Regions from separate parts of the Oryctolagus cuniculus genome. Here region 2 is linked to region 1. The links are chromatin contacts, called in public Hi-C maps. All regions are on one chromosome and are shown on one strand. Each heading gives the region's core, a stretch centred on a gene start, on an enhancer-like site or on the middle of the called end of the contact. The rest is flanking DNA. Distances are from core to core; before and after follow the strand shown.

What was found. Hi-C and Micro-C count contacts between places; a contact is called where the count stands out from the background.
Region 2: a contact with region 1 is called in a Hi-C map of skin fibroblasts, with 4 times the contacts expected there. The contact joins two enhancer-like sites. A contact is called at or near these places in 5 of 6 Hi-C or Micro-C datasets (ear pinna, embryonic fibroblasts, psoas muscle and 2 more).

Annotation. Positions count from the first base shown.
Region 1 is chr1:51,993,711-51,997,547 of mOryCun1.1, reverse strand. SPON1 (spondin 1) reads left to right here. Exons shown (of 16, transcript XM_002708823.5): 7 at 2,516-2,580. Among named protein-coding and RNA genes, the nearest start is that of RRAS2, 120 kb to the right of the region's middle. Within about 2 kb of position 1,502, at least 1 of the 8 cell types and tissues checked has an H3K27ac peak or open chromatin away from gene starts, as enhancers often do.
Region 2 is chr1:52,297,818-52,301,506 of mOryCun1.1, reverse strand. No RefSeq gene overlaps it. Among named protein-coding and RNA genes, the nearest start is that of SPON1, 7.8 kb to the right of the region's middle. Within about 2 kb of position 1,511, at least 1 of the 8 cell types and tissues checked has an H3K27ac peak or open chromatin away from gene starts, as enhancers often do.

The sequences.
Region 1 (3,837 bases), core at 253-2,752:
CTCCCACACTTTAGTTTTTTTTTTTTTAAGATTTTTATTTATTTATTTGAAAGTCAGAGAAGGAGGTTCAGAGAAAGAGAGGTCCTCCATCTGCTGGTTCACTCTCCAGATGGCTGCAACAGCTGAAGCCGCGCTGATCCAGGAGCTGGCCAGGAGCCAGGAGCTTCTTGTGGGTCTCCCACGTGGGTGCAGGGGCCCAAAGACCTGGGCCATCTTCCACTGCTTTCCCAGGCCATAACAGAGAACTGGATCAGAAGTGGAGCAGCCAGGACTGGAATGGTGCCCATATGGGATGTCAGTGCTGCAGGTGGCAGCTTTACCCGCTAGGCCACAGCGCCGGCCCCCCAGCACTTTAAGCATTGTAAAAAGGGCGAGCTGTGATGCACTGTCTGCAGTGGGTACTGAAGGAAGGTATGGTAGTAAGGGCACTGCCAAGGTCATGGTGCAGAGCGGGGTGTCCATTACGATGTAGTGAATGTGGAGAGCTGTACGTGATGTGCGTGCACACACACAGGCAGTTGCACAGCAGAGTAAAAGGTCTGTAGGGAAGGAGAAGGAGACAGAAGGCAAGGTGGGAATTGAAGTCCAAGATGCTGTAGATTGCATGCGTCTGTGGTGTTAAACTGCCTACAGTCAGTGTGTATTATTCTGGATTAAAAACCAAAGACGGCAGAGCAGCGCTAGAGAGTGCGGGCTACTCCTGAGGAATTTGGATATTACCGTGGATACTGCAGGGAGCCATGGGCGCGTTTAGGCAGGGAGCAGACCCGGGCAGATCTGCAGTTGCTGAGGATGGGTTGGGGGGAGGCAAGAAGCCACTACACGCAGGGTGAGCCGGGGTGGGTCCAGAGGAGGAGGAGGAAGCTGCGCCGTTCTGCGTCTGTTCACGTGTTTGTGTGTTTGTAACCCAGGGCGGGGGGCCTGCTGGAGCAGGGGGAGGTCTTGGGTCACATGAAGGGCTCGGTGTGGGACGTCAAGGTCACGGGAGACGCGGGGCAGGCCTTCTGGAGATAGTTCCTGCTCCACGTATGACTTCGTGGCAAACAGCTTCTCAGTCATCCAACTGATATTTATTGGGAGTGAGTGAGAGCAAATAAATCAATCCCCCGTGAGAAATGAAACAGCTCAGTTGGGACCAGGAGACCATAGGGGCATCTATGCATCCCAGGAGCCTTTCCTTCCACCGAAAGCGGACATCCCAGGGAGTGAGCTTGGGAGAGGGCCTCCAGCTTCCTCAGGGGGCTGCCTCTGCTCGCTTGCCCCTGCGGGCCCGGCTTCTGCCCTTTGCCCTCCCCTAGGACCATCACAGCAGCCAGCACAAGCTGGAGCTGGCAGAGCCCCCTTCTCTGAGGCCCAGCACCCAGTGACTGCTCCCCTGCAGGGCAGTGAGACTCTGGACCAGAAGGCTTTGATCGTCCTTGAGCCCAAGTCGGGAGGCCTCTGGCCCTTTTCTTCCAATTTCCTTAAGGACTGTGTGGTTTTCTGGGCAAGGTACCCAACTGAGGAAAAGTTCATCAATCCATTCCAAATATGTTCTAGGCACCTACTGCCAGGCACAACCCTAAGGAGAGGGTCATAGCTGCAAACCAGCCAAAGCCTCTACCCGCTGGAACTCGGGGATCTGTTCAGTTGGCAACAAGGCTCTTCCTTCCCCAGCTGGTGACATTCTGGATTTTTCTCTGCCTAACGGACAATGGTGGCTGGGCACTGCTGGCTCAGGCCAGGGTAGGGGAGAATCAGGGCCAGCACTGAAACTGGGCCTTTGCCAGCCCGGAGCCTTGCTTGAAATGATTAGGACACCTCTCAGCCCCGTGTGGAGTTGAACCAGGACACCCAGCCAAACCTCAAAGTGAAGTTGAGCGACATCCACCAAGTTCTGAGTTTTGCCCCCCATCACGGCCACCTAATGCTTTCCTTCAAAGTAGGAGTCATCGGAAGGGTCTTCAGAACAGTGACTTTAATGGCGCTCCATGTGCTCCAAAGCCACCCAGGGCAGGATGTGTGAGGGGAGCTGGAGCTGTGAGCCCTGGGCTTCGTTCTCATGTCCTCCTCAACCTACGGAGGGGACTGAACAGCGGGGAGGCCGGGGGCAGTCCTCGGGGTCAGATGTTGGGTGCTTTGCAGTTCCTGCTGACTCAGCTGGACACAAAGCACATGGCTTGGCCTGCCTGGCTGCACATGGTGTGAAATTCTGGCCAACTGTGGCAGAACCCGGGTCATAGCTCTGGTGCGCGTAGGGAAGGGATGGGCTGAGCTGGAAACCAGAGGTGAGACTCGGTGGCTTGTCAATGTTCAGGATGCTCCAGGCACACTGGACCCTCAGTCCTACCTCCTGGTGTTGCTGAGGCTTCAGGGTTCCTGCATCCCAAGGCAAGGTGGCAGACAGAGCCTCAACAGCAGAGGAGAGGTTGGGGGGGTTGGGGGGAGGTCAGGCTCATTGTGTCGAAACTTCCTTGTTCCCCTGAGCCCAGCTCTGCAGCTCTGTCCACTAAGTACCTGTGGTCCTTTTTTGCAGAGTGATGAGGTCCTCACCGTCATCAAAGCCAAAGCCCAGTGGCCAGCCTGGCAGCCTCTCAACGTGTAAGTACCAAGCAGCTCCTTGCCCTGCCCTGCTCCACCCTAGCCTTGCACTCGGAGCCAGCTGCCTCCTGGCCACCACACACCAGTTACGTCATTACCTGTCAGGCGAACAAACAAGCAAAGTGCTGCTCATGGTTAGCGTGTCACATGTGCTCCTGTCTTCTTGGCCTCGTTTTCCCCTAATGGCTTTAGCACTGCAGAGGACTCAGCCTGGGCATGCTGATTAACTGGGATGTGTTCACTCATGCTCTCAGCCACAACCAACCCAACACGCGTTTGCCCTCAGAGGACAGAGGCGTGTTCCCTATGAGCAAGTCTATCTCATGGAATGCCAGATTTACCCAGGGTTCTGCTCTCAGTCCCCATCCTATTGCTTGGCAAGTCCATCTGCCCTTGAGTCTTTGGAGTCCAGGGATACACTGACAATTCCCAAAACTATCACTCCTCTAGATGGATGGGTGGAAGGACAGATGGATGGACGGATGGACAGACGGATGGATGGGCAGAAAGAAACATTAGATAAATAGATAAGTGGATGGATGGATGGATAGATAGATACATAGACAGACAGACAGACAGACAGATCCATCAGTTTCTTAGGCACCTGAGGATGGCCCGTATGGATTTTGAATTCATCATGTCCAAATGGAACCTGTCACACCAACCTAATCTTCTCCATGTGGAGAAGCCTCAGAAGCACAGTGAGTCAGAGTTGATTTACCTTCTTACATCTCGCAAATCAGTCCTTTCCTGGCCAGCAGTTCAATCTGCTTCCCCCGACCCACTTCACCTCTTCCCTCTTCTATAGTCTCCCCCCGTCAGCTGCCTCATCCACACTGTTAACACACCTGTCTTTTAAGAAGTCAAATCTGTTGTGTGCTCCCCTTCTTAAACTCCCTCTAGGACCCCTTTAGCCTCCAGGGTCAAGTCCACACCCCTTAGTTTAGCCGGCTAGGCCACAGGGGGCACAACACACTTCAGTGCCTCCCTTCCCTGTGGACTTACCTCCTGGGACTCCTGCATCTCCTGTGGCTTCTCTCACTCTGGCCACCCTGGATTCCTGTGCTGTGCTTCGAGCGGGACTTACTTTCCACTCCATCTTTACAGATGCAAACAAGGTTCCAAGTCAACCATAGGAAAATGGTTTATGAGGAATAGATCCTCAATAGAGTAGTCTGCATCCATTAACAATGATGTCGATGAAGTCAATGACAACCCGGCAATGTGTAAGATACCACTCAGTAGGAGAAAACTCAA
Region 2 (3,689 bases), core at 262-2,761, 300 kb before region 1:
GCTCTTTGTAAGACAGTTAGGCTTGTTATGTAAGGACCCTACAGAGGGAGAGGTAAAAAAAAAAAATCTGGGTAGCAATTAGAGTTATCTGAAAGAAAGAGAAGGATTGGGTGAGCGTCCTCTCACTTAAAGGATCCAAAAGGAATGTGGACAATTAACGAGACATGTGACACTCAGTCCTGCAGTCTGCTAACAGCTGGTGGGCATTTACCACAGGCTCTGCAGTGCAAGGAGCTGAAGATGGGGCAATGAACAAGACAGCGCATGCTTCCCTGGGGCTTCCACTGTCTCGAGGAAGGGAGACAATAAAGGAGCAGACAAGCCCATAAAATAATTACCGATTGTGATGAACCCTAGGAAGGTAATTTAAAAAATAGGCTACCGAAATCACAACCAAGTGAGGGGAGCTATGCTGGTTTTATAAAAGGACGCACAAGGGGCTAAAGGCTGGCACCAGATGATTCTTTACATTTCTTCAGTTCACCTCTGCATTCCTCAGCAGACACTCAGCATCTGCTCCATGCCAGGCACTGTCAAAGGCACAAGGGACTCAAACCATTGCAGCGTTTAAGGACTCTGGGTCTCCTGTGAGACAGCACAATGCCTTCATGGATGGTGATCTCATGTGGTAAATGCCTCAAGGTTGTGCACAAAGCGGCTGACGCTGGCGGGAGTGACATCCCCGCCCGGGGCAGAGAGCAGAGCCATCGCGGAAGCGCCACGTGAGCTGTATTTTCAAGGATAAGGAAGGGGACTGCCGATCTGCATGAGAATCTTTCTCAAAGGTCGGCATCTGAGATGCCAGGTCCTGTTAAGGAGAAGGTGGGAACAGAGACAAAAGTGAAATGTAAGTTTAATGAGTTAATGGAGCCTGCTGAATGAATGCACTCCAAAGTCTGGCTCCTGTGCCGTGACATTAAAACGCACTGGGCCGAGAACGAAAGTGCATTTCACATTTAAAGCTTCTTGAGAGGAGTCCAACGCCGCAGGCTCCTTGCAGCTCTGCCCCTGCCCCAACACCTTGCCCAGGATTCCGCTGCTGCAGCCCAGGTGGCTCCCACCACTCCACCGCTGTTGCACAGCCCCCCAGTCCTGGCTACTTGCGGTGCCTTTCCCCCTCCTTAGGCCAGATCCTACCCATCCGTCATGGCCCACGGAGCCCTTGGACAACTCTAGCCCATGAGGATTTCTCACTCTGGGACATGGTGGGGGAGCCCAGAGCCCATCTGTCTTCGTCCTTCATCGGCACCAAAGCGTCTCTTGTAGATCTAGATTACTGCCTCTCAAACAGGTGGTGACTTTGGGCAAGCAAGTCGCCTAGGTGGTCTATGCCTCCCTCCGTGTACTCATCTGCAAAGTGGGGGTAGCAGAAGCATCCAGCTAGCTCGTGGGTGGTTGTGAGGATGAGAGAACCCAGTAGGTGTGACGCATTTAGACCACAGCCTGGCCCGAGGTAGGCACAATATGAGCTGTCAGCTGTGATAATTGCAAACCCTTTGTGGGAAAATGGACAGCTTCCTGCCCTTCAGGGGCCCTGGAAAGGACTCGGCACACTCAGCGTCGGCATGATCTGATGAATGGAGACACGTTTTCCTCTGACTCCCTCTGAAACCTGCTCACACCCATAGGTTTGGTTCCAGCTTTCTACGAAAAATTAGGTCGGGGGCTGAATTGTGTTCCAGATCTTCTCTTCGGGCTGTGTATTTGAAGTCCCAGTTGGAAGTCAGCTTATTTCAAGCCGCACTTCATGGGTGAACCTGACACTTCAGTAGCTGTGTGTTCCAGCCCAAGAGAGGGGTTGAACCTGGGGCACATGAGGGCACAGGGCACTTCGCTAGGGCCATAGGACGGAGCACACTTCCCCCCACTGTTGCTCTGCTACTCTGCCATATTCCTTTGTGCACTAAATACACATTCTTCTTCCTCACTTCCGGTCCTCCTTTCCTCTTCCCCCTTCCCTTCCTCAAGGCGTCAGGAGGGGCATGGGTCCATTTCCCCTTCCACTGCCCTCCCTCACTGCTTCCCTCCAGGTCCAGCCTGAAGCACAAGCACAGAAGCTGGGCCACCAAGCCTCAAAGCTCCCCCTCCCCCACCACAGGCAACTTCCCACTCCCTGACCCCACTGTGAACGCCCACGTGCCGCCTGGTGAGGCCAGCAGCTCACTCAAATGATTCTACCTCTATTAGCATGCTAGCAAGGGGGCAACTCATCAAATTCATCTGTTGGTCTGGAAATCAGAGCACAGAGCTGAGAAGAGGCCACATAGGACAGCTCTGTTTTGAGAGTATCTTAAAGTGAGGGTTGGGGCACCGCGCCTTGCCTGCTGCCTCCTGAGCTGGGAACCCGTTACCTTTGACTGCCCTCTAGGCATGCCCTCCTTGAAACACTCCTCGATTGTGGCATATCCACGACTGAATATATATCATCTCACACCCCCATTTCCACCTGCCGGGCGGCTGCTCTTCCTCAATTCATCAGCTCAGATAACTACCCCACCATGGAGCACCCCGTGGCCCAGGTAAGAATGTGCAGAGCCATGCCTGACTTGCTCCTCCTCTCCTGCACGGTGCCACGCACCGCATCCTCTTCACCTGCCTCCAAAACACTCCTCCCATCGAGCCCTCCTTCTCTGGCGTCAGCCCGTGTATGGCTCTGCTCTGGACCATTGTACATGCTTCCCATCATGCGCCCCTGCCCCAGACTCCCACAAGACCATAGCCCATCTTCATACAGGGCCACTGAAAAGACCATCCTATTACCCAGGACACATCCTGCCTCTCCACACCTCAGTACCTTGGCACTCGCTGTTTCCCTGCCTATACAACCCAGTCCTCTTGTCCAGTGACCAAGGTCTCATTTGTCTTTCTAGAAGGTGTTGAGTACATTTTCTTTTCTAAAAAAAAATTTAATTTATTTGAAAGGCAGGTTACAGAGAGAGAGAGAGAGAGAGATTCCGTCTGCTGGTTCACTCCCCAAATTGCTGCCCAGGGCTGGGCCACGCCAAAGCCAGGAGCTTCACCAAAGTCTCCCATGAAGGTGGCAGGAACTCAGATATTTGGGCTGGTATCAGGGAGCTGGAACAGAAGCAAAGCAGCTGGGATACAAACTGGCACCAATATGGGATGCTGGCTTTGCAGGCTGCAACTCTACCAGCTAGACCACAACTCCAGCCCTGTTGAGTACATTTTCAAACGTTACCTTTACCAAGGCAAAATTAATCACTTCTCCCGCTATGTTCCCACTGATAGTTAAAACAAATGATTCTTTGTTTTACAAATATCTGCTTTCTCTGTCTGCCTAGCATCCCGCAGGCAGGAATTAGGTCTTATTTTACTTGGAATTACCTCCTTCCTGTTAATCAATATGTGTTTGATGAATGAATGCCAGGTTTAAATTCACAAAAATTTACTGAACACCTACTTCATGTTGACATGTTATTCTACACACAGTGGGAAACTCAAAGCTCTAGTCCCAAAGAGCAAACAATCAAGTCTAAAATAAGCCCAAGGAGGTGACTTAATGAGCACTTGAGAATCCGTACTTATTGCCACTGCATGTTCAGTATGCTGTCACCAGGTGGCAGTAGTGCGCCATGGTCATGTGGTCCAAGCTGGGAAGTTCCCAGAATTTCAAAAAGGTGGCGCTGTTTGGGAAGGGGTGGTCGATTAATAGCGAGCGCATCACAGGG